Regions from separate parts of the Mus musculus genome. Here region 1 is linked to region 2. The links are chromatin contacts, called in public promoter capture Hi-C maps. All regions are on one chromosome and are shown on one strand. The core of a region is the stretch at or near the end of the contact, and the rest is flanking DNA. Distances in the headings are between cores, read along the strand shown. Region 1 holds the start of Btaf1 (B-TFIID TATA-box binding protein associated factor 1). Region 2 holds the start of Ric1 (RAB6A GEF complex partner 1).

The links. Promoter capture Hi-C pulls out the DNA fragments that hold promoters and counts their contacts.
Region 1: a promoter capture Hi-C map of cranial neural crest shows a contact between it and region 2.

What each region holds. Positions count from the first base shown.
Region 1 is chr19:36,921,559-36,928,055 of GRCm38.p6, forward strand. It overlaps Btaf1 (B-TFIID TATA-box binding protein associated factor 1), which reads left to right and starts at 4,521. Exons shown (of 38, transcript NM_001080706.1): 1 at 4,521-4,843. The coding sequence starts at 4,830.
Region 2 is chr19:29,517,044-29,524,169 of GRCm38.p6, forward strand. Ric1 (RAB6A GEF complex partner 1) reads left to right here and starts at 5,239. Exons shown (of 26, transcript NM_001081319.1): 1 at 5,239-5,623. The coding sequence starts at 5,480. It overlaps A930007I19Rik (RIKEN cDNA A930007I19 gene), which reads right to left and starts at 4,944. Exons shown (of 4, transcript NR_015567.3): 1 at 4,847-4,944; 2 at 3,805-3,926.

The DNA of each region.
Region 1 (6,497 bases), core at 3,271-5,770, 7.4 Mb after region 2:
AATTTCCTTATCTAATTTTGGTATTAATTATACCATTTTGTTTTGTTTTTTTCATGTTTGAGACAGGGTTCTCTGGGTAATAGCCCTTGCTGTCCTGGAACTTGATTTGTAGACGAGGCTGGCCTCGAACTCACAGAGATATATCTGTCTCTGCCTCCAGAGTGCTGAGATTAAAGATATGCACCACATTGCCTGGCTATACCAGTTAAATTTTTAATAAAAACATATTGGTACCTATGACATTAAGGAACACTAATGATAAAAAAACAGGAACTCTTAACGAAAGTTTCATAATACATTTCACAGATGTATTTAAATTTCTCAGAAAGCCAGGCGGTGGTGGTGCACGCCTTTAATCTCAGTACTTAGGAGGCAGAGGCAGGTGGATTTCTGAGTTCGAGGCCAGCCTGGTCTACAAAGTGAGTTCCAGGACAGCCAAGGCTACACAGAGAAACCCTGTCTCAAAAACCAAATAAATAAATAAATAAATAAATAAATAAATAAATAAATAAATAAATAAATATTTCAGAAAAACATTCTCTCATGTAAAGTACCAAAAGTAGTTACAGATACACCTCCTTGCCCACCAAATGCTCTGATATTATCAAGGGCTGGAAGGCTCTTGATAGATTTTTCAGCTAAAGTCTGACATCTTGTGGCCTTATTCTCAATTACATTAAAATTATGAGCTAGATCCACAGATGTCACAAACATCAAGAAGAAAAGGGAAGGGCACACAGAAAAATCAGGATAACTTCAAAAGAGCCGGGCAGTGGTAGTGCATGACTTTAATTCCAGCACTTGGGAGGAAGAGGAAGGCGGATTTCTGAGTTCAAGGCCAGCCTGGTTTACAGAGTGAGTTCCAGGACAGCCAGGGCTACACAGAGAAACCCTGTCTCAAAAAACCAAATAAATAAAAAAGATAAGTTCAAAAGCATGGTAAACGAAGCAGAGCTGGAGTAGCCTGGTGGCTCATGCCTGTAATTCCAACACTAAAGGCTGAGGCAGGAGAAGCACACACTCAAGGCTAGACTGGGCAGCATAGTGAGGTTCAGGTCAGCCTGAGAAACAGCAAGACTGTATTAAAAACTAGTAAAGAAGTAAACCACAAAATAGCATAAGGTAACCTTTTATAGCTGGAGTGAAGAGTGCTTACTGTACTGCTCTAGCAGAGAAGCAGAACTGGGTTCCTAGCAGCAAAGCCACCTGAACTCCAGTTCTAGGGGCCCATCACTGTCACCCTCTTCTCTCCTTGGTGGAACCTGTACTCACATGTACATACTGCCACACATACACAGGACTAGAAATAAAATCTTTCCAAGGGAGGTCCAACCCCATCAGCCCTGGGCTGTGAATAACAACTCTTCCCTCCTCTGAGAGTACATTTCAAGTGTTCTGGGTTCCACTTGTCTGAGCCTGCTGCTGGGGGGGGGGGGTGGTTTGTGGAATTTTCTCTCGACATTCCTTTTTATTCTGTAGCTCTCCCAGACTATGCTCTTGAGTGTTTGAGTTTCACGTGTGAATACAGTGGCTTTATTACTCTCCTCCATTAATGTCCTCCTACCCTTTCAGTTTCCTTCCTGGCCCTGACTGACCTTCTTCTCTCTTCTCCCAAGTGCATTCTAGCTGCCTCTTAGGAAGAAAGAGGTTGTAGGCTTGGAGAAGGTGGGGCAGAGCCTTTGAGTCCACCTGGAGAACTGTCTCCAGTCCAGCGGTTCCCTCTAACTCACTGCTGTCCCTTCTAATATCTGATGGCAAGGCTGCAGGTACTGGGTCTGGCCAGGCCCATGTTCCTTAGCTCTGGGTAGCCAAATAGAGGGGCGTTCACACCCCTTACTAAGCACAAGCACCTTAGTCTTAACCCCTCCAACCACCATCACAGATCCCAAAGCACAATCTCTGGTAATCTGTCAAGCACTTGAGCCTGGCCAAGGTCCTGGCTTTGTAAGGGGGCAGCTCCCTCGCATTGAGAGGTCTTATAGGCAGGGACCATTGGTTCCAAGAACTTCAAGAGGTGGCTCTGGCTCAGGGACTGAGTGGAGCTGGTATCAAATCAGGGGAGTAAGGCAGAGTGTGTTTCTACAGCCACTATAAACTGGGGATATACATGGATCCTCAAGAAATGTATAGGTCTAGTAGTCAGTGCCATGCTTCTCAAAGTCAGCATGCCATAGAATTATAAATGTATTTCATTATAGAACACTGACCTAGAAGCTGGTGGGATCTGGTATCATAAGTGCTATAATGCACTAGATTTCTTTTCAATTCCATTATGTGTAACTTCAGACAACCATACTGTCAAAAATTGTGAACTAGTGTTATTTTCCCCACTCCACAGTTGAGGAATTAAGATACAGAAATTAAGTAACTCGTTCAAGGCTATGCTGTTAACAAAAGGAGTCATCAGAAATGGAGGTTTAGCTCAGAGTCGCACTGTGCCTAGCATGAGCCAGTCCCTGGACTCATCGGCTTAATGAGTAGGGTTGAGTGCTTATTCGGCAGTCATTTGGTTCAGTGCTGTGTGTTCCCATCTAGTCCCTACCAACTCCATCAGCACCATTATTTTCTTCACTTCCCAGATGTAGAAATGAAACTTAGTGATATTATAAAAGTTCTTTGGACACATAGTTGTTATGTGTTATGAGAAAGGACTTAAAAATGAGCCAGTTCAGCCAGGGTGGTGGTGGTGGTGGTGGCACACCACACTTTTAAATCCAGCACACACGAGGCAGAGGCAGGAGGTCAGGGCCAGGTTGGTCTACAGAGGGAGTGCCAGGACAGGCAGGGCTACACAGAGTAATTCTGTCTTTAAAAAACAAAAACCAAACCAACACAAAATGAAATCAAAGTCAGTAGTTAAGAGCACATGACTGGTCCAGAGTGCCTGAGTTCAATTCTCTCAGGAAGCTCCAACCACCTGTAACTTCAGCTCCAGGAATTTTAGATAGTCTCTGGCCCCCTGGCCTCTGTAGGCAGAAGCTACACACATACACATTTTTTAAAAATCTATTGCCTTTGGGGAAAAAAACCAAGTTGATAACAATAGGCCTTTCCTCTCTTCAAAGCTTTAGACTATATATATATGTATATATATATATATGTGTGTGTGTGTGTGTATACATACATATATATGTGTGTGTGTATATATGTGTATATATATATATATATATATACATATATATAGTTTTATTTATATGAGTACACTGTCCCTCTCCTCAGACACACCAGAAGAGAGCATCAGATCCCATTACAAATGGTTGTGAGCCACCATGTAGTTGCTGGGAATTGAACTCAGGACCTCTGGAAGAACAGCCAGCATTCTTAACTGTTGAGCCATCTCTCCAGCCCTGGACCTATATTTTTTGATACTAGGGAAAACATATAGAAAATGTAAACTAGATCATTTCTCTTGCTCAAAACACTCTTCTATACTTCGTATAGAACCCAAATCCTGGGCTTCTAGCCCCACCGTGGAAAAACATCACACTACTTTATAGCTTTGCCTTGTAATGTAAGGGGTAATGTTAGTCACCTGTGCAATACTTTAGCAAGTACTTAGTTCATCTTTTCCTATACAGATCTATTTTACAGTTCACCAAGTTCTTGTGAACTTTCCTGGGTTCATGACATCCCTCCCCACCTTCCACAACCTTTTACAGTGCTTCTCATCATACAGATGACAAGCAGACTCAAAGCCTGAGACATAACTTCTAAATAGGTAACAAGAAGCTAGTGGGCATGTTTTATAAGGAAGGGCGACAGGACAGGTGCTTTTGATGATTAATCTGTCAGTGGCCTATAAACTGGGCTTGCCGAAACTAGAGAAATACTAGTTTGACTACTGGCATTAAAAACAAATTCTAAGGCTATGGTAGTTTACAGAGGAGTGTTTGGCAGTGGAGGGACGGAAGGAGGAAAAGACGGGAAGAAGGGTGATAGGCCTAGGCAAAATCATTAGCAGTCCCTTCACCATTTATGCAGAACTTAATGGTAAATAATAGTAAACACACACTTGAGCCTCCTCCCACCCTCTTCCTCGCGGAACCACACTGCAAATTCTTGGCCCGGAGATTGCTTTGTAGCCCAGACTGACCCCCAATTTCACAATCTGCTGCCTCAGCCTCCCAGGTGCTAGGATTATAGGCCTGCACCACCCTAGCCAGCCCTCGGCAGTGTTTCCTTCTTGACTTCATCCCGCCCACAGCATCGCGACCTGGGCCGGAGTCTCCTTTCTCCAGTTTGTTCCTGTTTGGAAGCCGCCTAGCTGGGTAGTAGGGTCAGGATGGAGAGAGCACTTAGAGACCGAGGTTTGGAACTTTCGGAACTTTAGCTAGGTGATCTTTATCGCTCTCTGGAAGATCAAGACCTCTTTCCGTTTCTCCCATTAATCTTAAAGACTGGGAGCCGGGCTCCCGATCCACGCTGCCAACCCGCTCCCACTGCCGCGGGGCGCTGCTACATTCCGCTCGCCGGCAGGGAGTGGGGATGGGGGGGGGGGGAAAACGTGCCGGTGACGTCACTTCCGGCGTGCAGACGCTAAGTCCGGCGTGCCGGCGTCTGCGTCAGCAGAGAGCGGGGCTGGGGGCACCCGGTTTGAAGTGGTGCGGGTCAGAGCGGCGCCGCCTCCGCCCGTGTGTGGGACCCTGGTCGCTGCGGAGACGAGCTCCGGTGGCCGGCACATGCCGGAAGGCCCGTGCGGGCCGCTCCACGCCGCGCCGCCTGCCGCCCTGCGCCCGGCGGCCTGGGCCTGCGCCGCTCTGCTCGGGAAACGAACGCCGGAGCGGCGCGGCGTGTAGCTCCCTGAGAGTTCCGAACCGCCGGCGCCGGCCATGGCGGTCTCCAGGTGGGTGTCGCCGCCCGTCAGCTAACGGGGAGCGCGCGCGGGCGGGCGGGCGAGGCTGTCGGTCGGCTCCCGGCGCGACGGTGCGGGGCGTGAGCGCTGCTTCTCGTTCGCTCGCCCAGACTTCCGAGGCTTCCCTCGGCTGGCAGGCGCTTTGGGCTCGGGTTACCCGGAGAAGTCGGCTCACGAAGCGCTTTTTCTCCTGGTTAAATGTGACTCGGCGCGTTCGATCTGGCTTTTTTTTTTTTTTCTTTTTTCCTTTTTTCTTTTTTCTTCACCACGTTGCTCCTCTTTGGTTTCTCTTCCCTCTTTGAATTTCTAGGCGAGTTTCTTTTCTTTTTCTTTCGTAGTATCAAAGTCTGTTCCCAAACCACCATTTCACGGCAAAACTTGGTAGTAACTGTCGATGGAGGCGGGGGTTGAAACACTGTTATCTAAGAGACCATCTGGTTATGCTAAATTTTAAAAAAAATTTACAGCGTAACGGGTATAGTCTTGCTCACTTTTTTCTTGAGGTCTAATTCCTCCTTTTTGTTAAGCAGTAAGTATTCTGTCAATCAGCGTGTGGTCTTAAGCAGATGACTATTTTAGCATCTTTCCCCAAGCGTTATCACAGATCTTAAATTATTGTAAAATTTTGCCCACGTGGAAGAGTCTGGGAAAATTATGGAAAGACGTATAAACATTTAACTTGTGTAGCTTCTGATGATAGAATGAGTTGAAAACTTGGAAATGATTTTGGTGTCCCGCTGACGTTTAAGTCGTCGGGATGGTCTCTCCGTGTTTAGTCATTAAGAGTTACCAAAGTCCTTTAGGGATGATGAGATAATGAGAATTGAGTCCTTTCACCAAATGGACTGAGGGAGATAAATGACGAAAATAAACAGCTTTCACTAATTTTTCGAAATTAGTTGAACACATTCCTTTATGCACACTCTTATAAGGAAGGAGTAACCCAAGTCACACACTCCCTAGGTAACTGATGAAATAGTGTGTGGGAGAATCCCATGGGAGCTGAGTGAAGGGAGTTGCTAGGTACTGGTAGTAGGGACAGCTAATTTTTATTTCATAAGCAGACTTAGTGGGAGAAAGACTCTTATTTCAGCACCTATGAAACTGCTTTAAGAGAATACAAGTGGCATTTATTTCTGCAAGTACAGATAGATTTATCTTATAATTTATCTTCCATGTAAATGCATAAATATATACACCAGAAATATGTTGGTACATGAGCATGAGATTTAAAGTCTCTTTTCTGTCTTCTCTTTCTTCTTTGAGACAAGGGGCTCATGTAGCCCAGGCTAGCCTCGAACTCAGAAGGAGCTTTGGTTCTGGGATTAGAGATGTGGTGTTACCTGGCCTTCTCAGGGTTTTTTAATTTAAGGGAATTAGTACTTCCTTTCGTGAAGTAGGTTTATATTTGTACAATGTTGGAAAGCGTTATAGAGGCAAAATGATAGTGCTTTAAAAAAATTGATCTTTTTCGCTTAGCACTAATCTATAGATCCAACTTTTGAAAGAAAGAGTGGGCTTTAAAGGCTTTTGGTCCTCATGATCTGCTTTCAAAGAGAACTGCTGTTTGTTGTTCCTGTTTTTTTTTTTTTTTTTTTAAAACTCACTGCCATAATTAAAGCCAGCCACATTTTATAGAAGCTTC
Region 2 (7,126 bases), core at 3,989-6,488:
ATACGTTTGATCCTTGCTGCATTATATTACCCTTAACACTCAATTTTTATAAAGCATTACAGAACTCTATGGATTTTCAAACGTCATTTGAAGGTTACTATGGAAGGATAAGAAATTATTCTCCAGCTGGGAAACTATGGGATTTTCCTCATAGGAACTGAATTTGTAACCACAAAGATGGTCCAACCTTCTCCCATCCCATGGGCAGATACTTAGTTTATTGATGGCTCATCTAATGGTATAAGACAGATCCATGGCCCAGATACTCATCAGTTTAGTAACATGTCCTTTTTTTCGGCCCAACAGGTGGAACTGACTGTTCTGATTCATCTACTTTGGTTAATCCAGCAGTATATAAGTTATATAAGTATAACCTCAGATTCTGCTTATGTTGTAGGGTTATTTCCAGCATTCTCCTGCACACGTTAACCTTACTGCTTTTACTGTAGATTATTTCTATCTATTTCTGTCCTATTTTTACTTCTACCTAAGTAGTAAAAATACCCTGGGAAGGGGTCTACATCTGTCACTGCAGACGGAGTCACTGAGACGCTATGGACTCCTCTTCCACTTCTCCAGCCCCGGGCCCTTGACTTCTAGAGTGCAGGGTGAGGAGACAGCGGAAACCATCAGAAAGATAGCAAACCCCCAGCTAAAGGGCAAAGGGAGATATCAACCACACCATCAGAGATCAAGTCTGCCCACTTGGGGCCAACTTAAGATCCTATGCACTAAGGGAGACATTACTTTTCACTAAGGACTTGATTTATTCTTGGACCCTGGGACCATAATAGACCATAATAGACCCACTCATCCATCTGATGAAGGGGCTATATTTAATTCTCTTCGCGAGGTTTAAATAAACTTTCCATTTGCACAGGACATCATAACTAATATGTATTCCTATTTAAAGGCAAATATGGGCTTACATTCCATAAGATACTAGAACTACTAATCGTATGGGTCTCGTTTCAAGCTATTCTCTAGATTTTTCTGATCAATATAATAGCGTGATATACTGGACATAGTTTGGATCTCGGTTCCTGGTGGCAGAGACTCACACACAATGCTTTCGTTGTTCTAACATAATCTGCTGGCTTAGGGGACAGTCAGGGATCAAAGGACATTTAGCTTTATCTACATCTCAAATCAGAACTACTCTGGATAACCTGCTATTAGAAAATGAGAAAAAAACGGAGGTGCCGGAACACAGTCCCAGACTGTGAGCTTGCCCTGTGCTTATGAGAAAACGAGATCTGGGACCTATTCCTTCACAACACAGAACTGTTCTTGGAATGTGTCTGCATGCCCCGCCCAGGTGTAGCAGACTGGAGTGTTTACTTCCACTGTTGTTATTCGAATGCCTCTATGGAAAAAAAAAATATATATATATATATATATATATTGCCACATGTGGCTTGTCCTTGTGATTGAACCTTACTCATGTGAGTCTCCCTAACCCTCAAGAGTATCAACTACCTGATGCTCTAAATAAAGTTGGCTAATGCACGAGACTTTAGTCCCCTCAGTTTTAGGTTCCACTCTCCCAGATACACGCTGCCAACTAGAGCAGTGAACAGGGAAGCTTTCGGCCTTTGGCAGTCTGTCCAGACCACAAATCACTCAGCCTACAGCGGGAATTCATTCCAAAGCTTCGGGTTGAATCTGAATATTTCCGCTACGCTGTAATATTTTCAATTAAATCTCTGGCAAAAATTGAAAGTTAAAGTGGAGGGAATAACACAATGAATTCCCAAGAATCCCTCATTCAGCTTGAAATCTTAGTAACCTGAGAGCAATCCTGTCTCATGCATATTACTTATCTTTTCATGTGCCTGGTTACTTCCACATTGCTTTAAAGCAAAACAGAGCTCAGCTATCAGTTTGCAGAAAGTACAAGTGATTAGGAGTCCATCCAGAAGCAAATGCACGCCATACAAGTGTAATAAATCAGATGCTGAAAGCATAAGGAAGAGCCACAAACCCCAGCAGTGCCTAGCATCACAGGCTCTTAGGGGGGTCCCCAGACATTACAAGTGGGACGCTTAGAACCAAAATCCATTTGTGGCTTTGTCTCAGAAACCTGTGACTATATGCAAATACACAGAGCCTAGTTTTAGTCTGGTGACTAATTATTTTCTACTAATCCTTCTCTCGATACTCTTGAGACAGTGCCTGAAACTCTACATTACTGCATTACTGTCTTTGATTTGCCAGTGATGCACAGCCCTACCTGAAGCAGGTCAAGTGGAACATTCGACTGTTAACAAGGTTACTGTTTTATAGTTTTAGTACAAAAATAACATACATTCTTTAAACATAATTTAGAAAGATACAAAAAAGCCCAAAGGAAACATATTAAATGCCCATACTTAAAGGGATTTTTAAAACATCAACATTTTGGTACAATTTTTTTTCCTTTTGTGAAAACGTGTTTCTTCATAAGCATGGAATATTTTATAAAATATGTGTAGACCATTTGTATTACTTCATAATACAATTAATATACTTTTATAGCATATTCTCCAACATAGTTTTTTTATTTTTATAAAATATGCCATTATAAGTAAAGACAATTCTATTTTTGGAGGACAACTATATTTTTCTTCTGTGGTATATCAAGTGTGTGTGTGTGTTTAACTTATTTAACGGAGAGCCTCATTAGGTCAGACTGGCTTGGAATTCATAATTCCTGTGTCTATCTTTCACATACAGGAATTACAGGTTTATTAGTCAAGGTTCTCTAGAGGCACAGAACTTATAGAATGAATCTCTATCTATCTATCTATCTATCTATCTATCTATCTATCTACCATCTATCAGTGATTCATTAGAATAGCTTACAGGCTGTGATCCAGCAAGCCCAACAATTGCTGTCTACCAATGCAAGATCTAAGAATCCAGTAGTAGTTCAGACCATAAGGCTGGATGTCTCAGCTGGTCTTCGGTATTCACCAGAGTCCCAAAGAAGTAGGCTTTAATTCCAAGAAGAAATGGATGTGCCAGCGAAAGCAAGAACAAACAGGAAGGGGGCAAAAGCTGCTTTCTTCCTGCATACAGGTTGCCAGCAGAAGCTGTGGCCCAGAGTCTCACCTCAGAACATTGAGATTAGAAGTGTGTCTTCTTCCCACTGCCAATGACTTAATTCATAAACAAAACCAAAATCCCTCACATGTGTACCTAGCCACTTTGGTTCCCGATGTAGTCAAGCCGGCTACCAAGAATAGCCAAATACAATAGGTATCCATCATGCCTGGCTTATGAGGTATGATTTAAGGCTAAAACTCTGTGTCTCCTTACAAAATAATATAGGAGGGTCTGGATATCTGTCTCTTTCTCCATGCATAGACCACATAATGGCACTAGTCTTTATAGAAATTGTATCAACTTATCCTCCAATACATGGTTTATAGAGGTACTTGTTTCCATGCACCCTGATCAAGAGTACTCTTGTAATAAAAAAGTTAAGTCTGATAGAACCAAATATGTACCTACTTTTACCAGTTTACGTGAGGTTCAAAGTCATCCAGAGAGTTTGGCTGGAGTGGTGATGGAGGGAGAAAGTGGTGATGGGGGGGGGGTACGGGGGGACAGAAGATTTGAGCACTGGAATTGTTAGCACATTTCACAATGTTAAAGTATGATCTTTGAACCTCAGGTCGGTCTATATTATATAACGTTTCAGTCACAGTGGGTAACACTTAGGGAGATTTACAGTGAGATATTTTACCCATCACTCCCAAGTGAGAAAGGACCAGAGGGTCTCCTCCTCCTGTCCATGTTCAGGCCACTCTCACACTTCACCTTGAGCTGGTCTAAAGACTGCTGGGTCCTTGGAAGGGAGAGCAGTTTTTCTTAGGCCATGTGACCTTGGGCATATCCAGCACTTTAACTAGCGATGATCCAGCACCATCATCTGTGGTTTTCTGTGGAATTAAATCAAAGCATCCTCTTAATTTTTTTGTAGACCTTAGCTGCTACAAAAGATCACAGGAGGAGAATCCCACCCAGAAGCTCACCAGTAAGTGAGGTCAAAAAAAAAAACAATTAAAAATTACTTAGAAACATCTACACTGCCCATGATTGCAGACACACTGGTGAGGCACATGAACACACTGAAGTAGAGGTAGAGCAAACATTCTCAATGGAATTGCAGCACATTTTCACTTCCTCTGCCACGTGTACAACTCTGTCTGAAAAGTACTAGACAACGAAGTTCTTCTATGATTTTATATTGGCAAGGCAGAGACCTCTCTGGACCTCTTGATTTATCCAGCGGGTGTAACTCGGATCATCAAGATTCCGTCCACACAGATGAAAATCTGAAAAATAGTTTTCAGGTCTGCTCTGCTTAAAATATCCCAGGAATGCTGTGTTGGCCTGTGGGACACACCAGGACAGAGATTCTAGGAGATCCTCTGGAAACAAAAGGCTAGTGAGCTGGGACTTTAGTCAACGTCTTCGAAAAGCAAGCGTTAGAACAATTACGGAAAGTTACATTGTTATTAAAATCCGGATTGTTACTTTGTTGTTACTTTTAAACTTTGAAAGAGTTACAAAAAGCTGCAGCTATTTTTAAGGTTCCAGGTCCAAAAGTTGAGCACCCCTTCATTCCTCCCAACCCCCAAATTAAAAACATCAATACGGTATCTCCAGTCTGGATCAACACAAAACCTAAGTCCATTTCTTTTCCTGAACAGTTTACTGGGGCTGCAAAAGACCCCATCTGGCTTCGCCTAGCATTAATAACTAAACAGGCAGACAAGACTGAAGCACTTTAGTGACTGAATAAAGAGCCTGCCTAGAATGTAAGCTCTGTACGGCCAGGGACATCACCAGCTCTCACTTTAAACCGCAGCACACAAAGGATTTGTGGGTACAGACTCGAACCCCAAGCCTTGGAGTCGCAGAGACCCAGCTCCAAGCGCAGCCCGGGAGTCACGTGACGCGCGCTCCGCTCGCCCCGCCCCCTTCAACCCCGGAGGTCGCGCCAATCCAGGGATCGTGCAAGTGGGCCCGGCCGCTCCGATTGTCACTGACTGAGCCTGTCGCCTCATCCCGGTCCCCAGCTCCACGCGCCAGGTCGCCAGCCAGCAAGGCGTCCCGAGCCCTCGACGTCCTGCCCCGCGGCCTGCGTTCTGACGCGGGGCGGTCCGAGGGAGCCGGGCGGAGCCTCCCCGCGCCGTGCGGCGTGCTGACGCGAGCGGCGAGCGGGGCGGGCCGGCCTCGGCTCCTCCCGCCGCGGGCCCACTGGCCGCCCGCCTCCCCCACCCTCGGCCGGTCAGCGTCCCAGACTGCGTCGCGCAGCATCGCGTCGGCCCGGCCCGGCCCGGCCCCCGGGCAGATGCCCCGAGTTGCCGCTGTCGCCGCCGCCGACTCGGCCGGTGGCGGTGTGGGAGGTGGGCGCCTGGCCCGGGGCCGCCGAGCGTGACAGACACGGCCGGGGCCGCCGGGGGGCTGTCGGGGCCGCGCGCGGACCATGTATTTCCTGAGCGGCTGGCCCAAGAGGCTGCTCTGCGCGCCGCGGAGCCCGGCCGAGGCGCCGCTCCACGTCCAGTCTGACCCTCGGAGAGCGTTCTTCGCCGTGCTGGCCCCGGCCCGCCTCAGCATCTGGTACAGCCGAGTAAGTAGGCGCCGGCGTCCCGACTTCCCCCGAGCGGCCCCTGTCCGGTCCCGACTTCCCCAGAGAGGCCCGGATCTAGTCCCGATTCTCCCCGAGCGACCCTGGCCCCGTCCCGACTCCCTCCGAACGACCACCGTCCGGTCCCAACTAACCCCGGGCGAACCCAGAACCATCCTGATCACCCTCCCTATAGTGACCCTGGAACTGGCGCGACTGCCGCCGAGCGACCCCGGACCGGTCCCGACTTCCCCCGAGCGACCCCGGCCAGTCCCGACTCCCTCCGAGGGAGCGACGGCGGTCCCGTCCCAACTAACTACCCCCGAGCGACCCCAGCCGGTCCCGACTTACCCCGAGCGACCCTCGCTCTCGAGTTGGAGCCGCGCGCGGACAGTCTCCACTGCACCCCAGTCCCCGCGTGGCACCCACAGCCGCGCGCCAGGCCTGGAGCTCCCTGGCGGAGCCCAGACTTGCCTGCCTCTCTGCCCCCATTGCCGCCGAGCCAATCTGTTGGAGCGTCCCCCAGCACTCCGGCAGCTGTGGCGTCCCCGCTCCCCCACCCCCCACCCCTGCTTTAAAGGTTGTTGTTTAGTGGAGTTCCGGAAAGCCTGTTGGTCTTTACCAAGTGTCAGAATTTACAGTCCTGTGGTAATTGATTTCTGAAAACTTAAAGACTTGTTGGGTTTGAGTGTAGATATCTGGTAACTTTAGCTCCGGGTCTCCCCCACACATCACGGACTCCAGTCCTTTTCTTGGCTGCTCTTGGACTCTGGAGAGCTCTGCTGGGATGGTTGGAGAGTCGGGGAGCTCACGTCTGTCCGCGCCGCACCTGGAAATTATTATTTCCAGGCTTAGAAAGAGCATGGGGTCAGAATTCTTTGCTTTCAGCCTGGCTTTTTTTTTTTTTTCCTCCCGTGCCTTGAGTTCCGAGTAGATAAGAGAATTAACTTGAAAAAGTAAGGGGTGAATGGGCTAGCCCCCGTCCGGTTTTTGTTGCTCCTGGACATCTGTAAAAATTACAGAATTCTGAGTTTTAAGATCCCCCCCCACACACTGCATTCAGAGAGACAGTACTAATTGATGTCAGAGTGGTGGTGGTCTTGAAAAGAGACTAGAGGTTGGTTGACCTTGCCCTTGCTAGATATGTGAAACACTGGTTTTGGTTTGGTTAAACCCTTTAGATCTCTGCTTATTACCATGGTGTGCTGATAATGCCCTTGATTGTCCGCACACACAGCTGTGGTAAAACCGATGCTAGAATTTAAGCAATTTAATTGGTTTCTCTTTTACTATTACATAGTTAGGCTATTTGTCACTAAGTTTTGGCTGACCTAATTTTCAGAAAGGTATGAAAACCGCAGGTTACTAAACAATTACAGCATCAGCAATGTGATACTCAGATCCGTGCTGAATTGAATTTTTAAATATGTGCGTTGTAAATGTAAGTTGGTACCTAAGTGAGATCCGTTTTCAATTTATGAGCAGTTGAACAACTTTTATGTAGTG